3 separate regions of the Mus musculus genome follow, and regions 1 and 2 are each linked to region 3. A link is a contact called in public ChIA-PET and HiChIP or PLAC-seq data. All regions are on one chromosome and are shown on one strand. Each heading gives the region's core, a stretch centred on a gene start, on an enhancer-like site or on the middle of the called end of the contact. The rest is flanking DNA. Distances are from core to core; before and after follow the strand shown.

Region 1 (2,735 bases), core at 110-2,609, 81 kb before region 3:
CTCAGATCAGAGCATCCAAGTGAGACCCACTCTCCTGCCTTCCCTGAATACAGGCATGGAGTCAGGGCAGCTCTCTGTGCTGGGGGTCTTCACAAATGCACAGAACTAAGCTTTTCCTAGAGAGCTGCTGCACATCAAGGTAACAACTTCACCTTAGGCCTGGCCACTGTCTTGCTATTCGTGAGCATCCATATTATTTTTAACATTCCTGTTAGTAGCTACCGTGGTTTGGTTTGAGTGAAGAACCTGTTGAGAAGGTGTGTAGAATTGTGTGTGAGAGCTTTTCTAGAAAAGTCTACCAGATTCTCAGACATCTTATTTAAGAAGAGTTAAACAAAGTGCTGGTCTGTATACCGGGCACTGTCTATGGGGATCCAAGGAGCTCTGGCCCTGGCCAGAGCAGCCAAAGAGTTGCAGCTCTCTGAGAGGAAGCCAGAGCAAGGCAGGCTGCAGGGCCTCTTCCACAGCTGCTGCTGTGAAGTTGATGGCAGTCAGGTGTCGTGTCAGGATGCAGTAGGCAACTAGGGGCAAAGGTTGGAGCTACGGAGGAGGAAGTGGCTGCCGTAGGCTCCAGCACTCTGCTGGTTGGGTCAGGTTAAGATCCAGATGAAAGATTCAAGAGAGAACCCTCTTCCCTGGAGTGTTACAGCTCGATCGGTAAGACAGGCACTCAGACAATCTTTGGTGAAATAACTTGTGCACCTTATTCCTTGAGGATAGGGCCTTATAAACGTGTTGGGGTGGGGTGGGATCTAGAGGCAGATGCTTTCTATTGCCTTGGTCTGAGATGTCAGGGATGCCTTATCTGCATGGGGAAGGACTGCAGGTGTTGTCCCTAAGAGACTGATTGTAACAGTCCTCTCCGTGGGGTGTCATGGTCACATGTTTCAGAACAGGAACCTGGTTGAGGGTAGATTTAATGCCTACCGTTCTCAATTATGAAAATTGCTGGAGCTCCTGAATCCACTTGACCTTACCAGATTTCCTGTCTAGTGGCACGGTCCCCTGCCCCACACTGCTGCTCTGAACAGTGGCTATCTGAATTTCTTTCTGGCATCCTAAAATATCAGCCCTCTCCTCAAGCCTGTTACTCAAAGCACCTGTAGGCAGGAGGGATGGGGCGGCATCTGGGTAGCTAAGAACAGGTGATACCCCACCGGAAGGCCCTGGACTGTCCCTGCTGTTGCCCTCAGGAGCCCCTGAAGCTCCAGTGTGATCTAACACCCTCCCTGCACAGAGCTAGGAGTGGCCATGGTCCTGGCTGCCCTCCTGCCCTTACTTCTCACCACAGTGTCGGGCTGAGGGGAGGCCTGTTCCCCAGCTGTACCTGGGGAGTTAAGTATCAGGAGCCACAGCAGTGAGACTCATTTGCTTGCGGGTCTGGACAGGAAGTCTGCCTGGCTTTGTGTTGCCCACAGTGCAGGCAGCACTTTGTGAATCAGAACTGGAGGCATTGTTCTCTGATTACCACCAAGGAATGCTTTTCCTGAATGGTTCCTGTGGGTGTGAGTAGCTCTGAAGGAAGAATTCCCTGAGACATTTCAGACAGTAGCTATTTATGTTCTACTCTTTTGGTCAGACATCACTGACTACCTGCTGTGTGCAGGTAGAACTCGCTGTCTATCAGGGAAGGCAAGTCTGTGGAAAGACATTATTTAAGCCATAGAGAGTAAGCGAGCCCATCATAGGGATCCCAGAGGGGCACAATTAATTCTGCAAGTGCACTTGTGGGGGTGGCCTCCCTCACTAATAGGAGGCCACCGAAGCTGTGTGTTAAAGGGAGGATGTGGCTTCTGCAGTCTCCTGTGAGCCTTCCCATTATGGAGGCATGCATTTTTACCTTGTTATTAGTATGCACATAATATTTTGTGCTGCTGCCTTTCTGCTTAGCATTCCACTGCTCATTTCCACTTAGCAACTAGGCCAAAGTATTTATCATTTTTAAAAGCTACATAGCATTCTTGCCTTGTTGATGTACCCTCATTGCATAGCTGTCCTCTCATTTGTTGGGAAGAGCAGTTTTTCTCAATGATGCATGCTTGCAGTTGGCGCTTCTTCTCCCCGCTTCCTTCCTTCCTTCCTCAGGCATCTATGGCCAGGCTAAAGTTATGAATGGCCTTATGCTTTCTCCTTGGCTTTTTTCTTTTTCTTATGGAAAGTTCCAAACACACAAAAAAGGGAAATGATGATTATAACGATCCCCACGTATTACTCATTGAGCCTCAATAATAATCAGTCCATGGTTATTACCACACCAAAAATAAATTAGTCGTGACTCTTCATTTTCTATGGTATTAAAAATGGAAGCAGGGTCCTCATCTCCACTAAGCTGTAGCTCCAGTCTATTGTAATTGATTCCTAAGTGGGAATACCTGGTCATCCAAATGAAAGCTGACGGTTTCCCAGTGCTGCTTTGGTCACTTTCATGAAGCCAAATTGCTTTTTGTTCCAGTGTATTCTCCAGAGAAGTTTTGCTTGACCTGTCAGTTAGTGATTGGGAATGTTTTTATCAAGAAAGGATCTGCCTGCCTACAGGGCCTGGCCTCCAAAGGAGTGGAAGGGAGGGGGAGGAGGAGGACTGGTACCGTTCTTCACTTCCATGGGAAACTCGGCTGTATCACCCTTCTCACATACGTGAACTGTCAGTGTGTGGGGGTGACACGGTGTCAGGCTCTCCCCATGAGCCCACCCTGTTAAAGCAAACATCGTCATGCTGTCATTTCCAGCACCGAGAA
Region 2 (2,700 bases), core at 160-2,659, 110 kb before region 3:
GTAGAGAGCATGTCAGAATTTTTCAAGACAGGGTGTCACTATGTATCCTTGACTAGCCTGGACCTCTTTGTAGACCAGACTGGCCTCAAACTCACAAGATCCTCCTGCCTCTGCTTCTGAGTGCAGGAACTAAAATTGTGTGCCACTAAACCCACTTTTCTTCTTTTTAAATGCTGAATAATATTTCATCTTATGGCCAGACTGTGTCCTGTAATACATTTGTTTGCTAGTGGACACTTAGGCTAATTCTGCCTTTTGACTATTTTGAATAATACCCTTGTGAATAGGGGTACTGTGAGTGCTCTGTTCTCATGCACACCAGAAGAGGGCATTAGATCCCATTACAGATGGTTGTGAGCAACCATGTGGTTGTGAGCCACCATGGGAGAAGGTACCCATATTATCATGAGATGGTAAATATTTCTGTATCTTACGGTAACACATACACAAGAGACAACAGTCTCTAAAAAAGGGCAGGAAAGAACTCAATGGAACTCATTTTTAAGTACATGAGGTTAAGACCAAATATCATGAAAAATATTAATGCTATTGCTAATTACAAAAGGTAACGGAACATCTTAGCATTGATGCTCTTGGGTTTCAAGTCAGCATGTAAGAGCATGGGCCTTCCCTGTCGTGTGGTGAAGAACAGTTTCTTTCCTACCCTCAGCACAGGCTTTGAGTGAGGTGTCCGGTGAGAACTGAGAATTTCACACCTGCAGTAGCCCCTGACATAGTTCCCTCTGAGAAGTTCTGCAGACTCTCCTCCCTTCCATCTTAACTGTGTTCTCATGCAGGTTCCACCAGGCACTTACTTACACTTAAGATCTGTGGATTTAAAGTAGAATGAACTTTTCAGATATTGAACATCACAAGCTATTTTATACAGTAAGCCCTAACCAACCAATTTGTCATTTGTTTTGCCATTTGTTTGTCTGTTTTGTTTTGTTTTGTATTTGAGACAGGGTCTCTCTACATAACCCTGGCTGGCCTGGAACTAGCTCTTTAGACCAGGCTGCTCCTGCTCCCCTGTGCTAGGATTAAAGGCATGCGCCACTACACCCAGCTTGCCAGCCAACTTTGAGTTTCTTGGGGCACCTATACTGTTTTCCAAAGCAGCCATTCCATTTTCCATTTGTACCAAAAGTGCACCAGGTGTCATATTTCTCCATACCTTCCCTGACACTGTTTTTCTGATTTTGTTGATAGTAGTCATGTTAATGAGTATGAAGGCTGTTTACATATCTTTAGAGGTATTTTATGAAGTGCCTACCGTAGAACCAAAATAAAGGATGTGTTTCTAGAAGAGGGCAGAGCATAGAAACCATGGGTAAAATACTTTGTTTTGCAGCATTCTGTATTTCCTGTGATGGTACTGTATGGTGACAAGAAAGACTTTCCTTGAAGTCGACGCTAGTCAGCTGGTGCTGTAGGTTAGAGTCAAGGCAGAACCAAGAGTCCATGAGACTACTTGTGGCTATGTGGCATAGCAGAAATTACAGCACTTCATTACAGTGGTAGCATTGTCTTGACTTCAGTCTTGACTTTCAGTGATCTCATCCCTCCTAGTGGGGCAGCTCCCTGCTCTGGATACCCAGCCAGGCAGGTTCGACCCTGGAGAACAGAATGAGGAATAAGCTTTTGCCCCAGGGCCCTGAGTACCTCGCTTGGGGCTGAGTTTAGGAGTTTGCGCTGATAGATATGCAGAAGCACATATTTCATGTATCCATGCTGAGTCTCAGGGTGTGATGGGAGGGAGACGAAGCCGATGGGAGGCTCTGTGTGGAGAGAACGTTCCTGAGCTGCCTGGACCTGGTTTTGAAGGATAAGCAGGGGTTGACCAGAGAGGGATGAGTTTGGAGGCAGAAAAGGACGCCCTTCAGTTTTTTGTTTTTTTGTTTTTTGTTTTTTTTTTTTTACTGAAATCACCGATTGAGGTTCTTGTGTAAGAGAATATTCCTAGGAGTCTCCTTTAAATCTTGACAGCCTTGGGTACTGGCTATGATATGATCCCCGGCTCAGACCTCTTTCAAGGCAAAGGACAGAGGCTGCAGTGGAGAGGGATTAGTCTGTTGGGTATAAGCATCAGCTCTGTTATAGGGCCTGTAAGGCTGCTTTGGGGGGAGGTGTGCATATCAACCTTCCTGTTGGGTTGACAAGAAGAAGGAATGTGATATGTCTTAGATGGCTTGGGGAGGCCTTCCCATGGTATTTTTCTACACAGGGGCTCTGTCTCTCCTTTTATGCCAGCTGGATACCCCAAAGCACTTTGTCCTTCATTCAATTTGTGTAACACACAAGTGTCATATGACATAGACCCATTCTTGTTTTTAAGATAGTAGGCAATATAGGAGCCTCTGTTCTTCATGAGTAAGCCCATTACCACCTTCACTGTACTCCAGGAGGTAATGCCTGGGAGCTTCTTACCAAGCAGTTGTTTCCCTTGCAGTTTCTTTTATATAAGTGGGGGCCAATGTAGGCTTCCTTTTACAGCCCATGTGTGTCTTGGCAGCATGTTTTGATCCACCACATGCATGGCAACCCACAGACTAGATATTCAGGCATACAGACATTCTCCTTCTCCTGGCCAGTGGCTTTGGGTCCTGAAGTAACATGCCTTTGTTCCTTTTAACATTTCTCTTATTTAGATTCTGTGTGAGACTCTGGAGTGTCTTAGTCACGGTTTCTATTCCTGCACAA
Region 3 (2,700 bases), core at 111-2,610:
GGTGTCTTCTGATGGTGGGACATGGCAGGGTGACCCCAAAGCAAGGGCTCCATGTGCGTTTTATAGCCCTGCCAACTCCTGTGTAATTTTCTAGCAGCTCCTCTGAGAAAGGAACAAAAATGTGTCCTGGTGAAGCCCAGGCACACCCTCCCTCCTTGCCCCAACTAACTCTATTGGTTGGGAGGTGAAAGCAGCCGAGGTATCTGCAGTCTGAGCAAGGCAGCTTCTGGGCGGCCTGGGGCCCTGACCCTCCCTGGTTGACTCGTAGGTTCTGCCGTTGCCTCCCAACTTGCATCACCTGTGGGCCAGAATGGTCTATTCAATCCACGCCGAAGAACCTCTCCTCCCTCCCTTGCTTTACCTGTTCCTAAGTCACAGGGCCCAGGGTTCACTTTTCAGTCTTTATTCAGGCACCTGGCCTGGCCCCAGGTCACATATGACCCAGTAGCTGGGCTCAGGTCCTCAGGACCTCTGTTACAGAATTCTTTCTTTTTTTTCTTTTTTCTTCTCTCTTCTCTTCTCTTCTCTTCTTTCTTTTTGGTATCTTGAGACAAGGTTTCTTTGTATTGCCCAGGCTGTCCTGAAACTCACTCTGTAGATCATGCTGGCTTCGAACTCAGAAACCTACCTGCTTCTGCCACCCAAGTGCTGGGATTAACAGAGTGTGCCACCATGCCTGGCTCACAGAATCCCTTCTTGACTTTGAGATTCACACTTTTTCTAGATCCTTTTGGAGACACAAGTCATTCTATAGGAGTAGTACGAGCCCACTGGCCCTTCAGGTCCTCTCTGCTCCAATGGTAGGACTGATAGGATTAAGACAAGATCAGAAGTTCCAGCCACCCCCTCCTCCTGCAGGTTCTGCCTGAGAACTCTTCTCCTCTGGAGGCCCACTTCTAGACTTCTAAGCTGAGAGGGTGGACAGGTCTTATGGGCCATGCTTCTCTAACCTCTCAGCTGGCTCATAGATAATTGGACCCTGGCTACAGATGAGGAAAACAGAGGCACATAGTGGAGGGGCCCCACTGCAGGCCTGTATCTGCTGTATTTTGGACCCAGGACTGTCTGGTTCTAAACAGCAAGACTAGGAAGTGAGTTTTCTGTTCTCTGCTCCCACCCTCATGCTGGGCCCCCCATCCCTGGCCCTTTAATCTAACGATGTCTGGGCTGGGTCTAGTCCTGTGGCTTCCATTCGGTCCCTCCCTTGGCCTGATACAGAAGAAGCCAAGGCCCAGTGCCTGTGCACCCGCAGGAGATTGCTAGAAACCAGGCTCGGGCAGGCAGTCTCAACCCGCTAGGCGAGCTGTCAGGATGCAGGCTGGTGGGCGGGGCTTGATGGGAAACCCCGCCCCTCCGCTCAGGTGGCTCCGCCCGCGGAACCCAGTTTCCGGGGAACTTTTCCTTAACGTGGGCCTAGTCCGAAGCCGGGTGGGCGCCGGCGCCATGGACGAGCTGGCCTTCGGTGAGGCGGCTCTGGAACAGACACTGGCCGAGATGTGCGAACTGGACACAGCGGTTTTGAACGACATCGAAGGTGCGTGTCCCGGGGCTCCGGCGCGGCCTGTGCAGGGTCGCACGTCCGGCGAGGGCGCTTGGCCGGGAACTTTGGCGCGTGCGCACTGCGCGATCTGGCGCCTGAGATCTAGGGTTGAGCTTTCCGGACCGCAGTGGGCTAGGTTTCTGGACACGCTGAGTATCCACTCAACTTCAAGCCTGGTCCTGTGTACAGTTCACAGGCCGACCCGGGGTTTCTCATTTCTTGAGTTCACCAAAATTCCCAAGAAAGTCCACGAACCGATATTTGCATTTACCTTGGCTTGCAAGCATCTGGCTACTTTGGATTGAGGTCAGGGAGGTCTCTTTGAGTGCACTAGAGCTAAGGAGCAGCCCCCTCACCGGAAAGGAAAGATACTTTTTAGGCGGAGGGGGAGGCAAAGGCCCTTTAGGCGGGACCTGAGTTTGAGGAATTGGAAATCTGATAGAAGAGAGAAGGTGCTCTCTAGAATATTTTTCAAATTTTGTGATTCTGGGGCAGTAACTCGGATTCTAGAACATATTAACAGGCTTTCTGCGCTGAGCCACACCCCAGGCCACTTAGATCCTTTAAAACATCACTTGAACTCGCTCAGTATGATTCATCTCCCATGTCAACAACAACTACCAATTGGGCGGAGGGAAGGAGTGGCGGCGGATCTGGAGAAGAAAAAAACCCCAGCAAGTCATTGTTACTATAAGATATGTATCCATGTTAGGTGGACTGTTCAACGATCTCTGGTGGCTGTTAGCAGTTTCAAAACATTATATTTCTCTTGCTCGTTTAAGGCTGCTCCACATCCTCCTCCACCCCAGATAATCATGACTGTGTGTCTACAACTACAATGGGGCCTGTGGGATTACAGTAGATTGTGCCCCCTGATGCTCTGTTGATAGACACCTAAGCTGTTTTTTATATCCAACACAGCCTTGGACTGCTGTGCCTACGTCCTCATCAGAGACCTAAATGTGCCATCAAAGCTTGGAGTTACTGCTAGTCACCTGCCGGGCAGTGGTGGCACATGCCTTTAATCCTAGCACTTAGGAGGTAGAGGCAGGTGGACCTCTGAGTTCGAGGCCAGCCAGGGCTACACAGAGAAACCCTGTCTGGGGGGGGGGGGGCGGAGAACAAAAACTGCTAGACACTTAAGAGGAATGAAAGTTTAG

What was found. ChIA-PET counts read pairs in DNA pulled down with a chosen protein or histone mark. HiChIP or PLAC-seq counts read pairs in DNA pulled down with a chosen protein or histone mark.
Region 1: a contact with region 3 is called in an RNA polymerase II ChIA-PET map of memory CD8 T cells, with 1,274 read pairs. The contact joins the enhancer-like site here to the promoter of Srebf1 in region 3. A contact is called at or near these places in 12 of 39 promoter capture datasets (the 3T3-L1 cell line, the C10 cell line, the HPC-7 cell line and 8 more), 1 of 15 datasets of contacts at CTCF or cohesin (embryonic stem cells), 15 of 484 Hi-C or Micro-C datasets (CD4 T cells, the HL-1 cell line, the HPC-7 cell line and 10 more), 22 of 115 datasets of contacts at active chromatin or transcription factors (the 230-238 cell line, CD8 T cells, the HPC-7 cell line and 17 more) and 4 of 9 other capture datasets (adipose tissue, embryonic stem cells, liver and 1 more).
Region 2: a contact with region 3 is called in an H3K27ac HiChIP or PLAC-seq map of regulatory T cell precursor, with 2.6 times the contacts expected there. The contact joins the enhancer-like site here to the promoter of Srebf1 in region 3. A contact is called at or near these places in 1 of 39 promoter capture datasets (cranial neural crest), 1 of 15 datasets of contacts at CTCF or cohesin (the NIH/3T3 cell line), 4 of 484 Hi-C or Micro-C datasets (CD4 T cells, forebrain, natural killer cells and 1 more), 11 of 115 datasets of contacts at active chromatin or transcription factors (the HPC-7 cell line, the SCID.adh cell line, bone marrow-derived macrophages and 8 more) and 3 of 9 other capture datasets (adipose tissue, liver and pancreatic islet).

The regions. Positions count from the first base shown.
Region 1 is chr11:60,300,660-60,303,394 of GRCm38.p6, reverse strand. The region is part of intron 1 of Tom1l2 (target of myb1-like 2 (chicken)); the gene reads left to right. Among named protein-coding and RNA genes, the nearest start is that of Gm38501, 43 kb to the right of the region's middle. Within about 2 kb of position 1,359, at least 130 of the 459 cell types and tissues checked have an H3K27ac peak or open chromatin away from gene starts, as enhancers often do. A contact at or near this core is called in CD8 T cells, the HL-1 cell line, the HPC-7 cell line and 22 more, where this site is marked.
Region 2 is chr11:60,329,465-60,332,164 of GRCm38.p6, reverse strand. The region is part of intron 1 of Tom1l2 (target of myb1-like 2 (chicken)); the gene reads left to right. Among named protein-coding and RNA genes, the nearest start is that of Tom1l2, 22 kb to the left of the region's middle. Within about 2 kb of position 1,409, at least 15 of the 459 cell types and tissues checked have an H3K27ac peak or open chromatin away from gene starts, as enhancers often do. A contact at or near this core is called in double positive thymocytes, regulatory T cells, regulatory T cell precursor and 1 more, where this site is marked.
Region 3 is chr11:60,219,287-60,221,986 of GRCm38.p6, reverse strand. It overlaps Srebf1 (sterol regulatory element binding transcription factor 1), which reads left to right and starts at 1,360. Exons shown (of 19, transcript NM_011480.4): 1 at 1,360-1,534. The coding sequence starts at 1,444.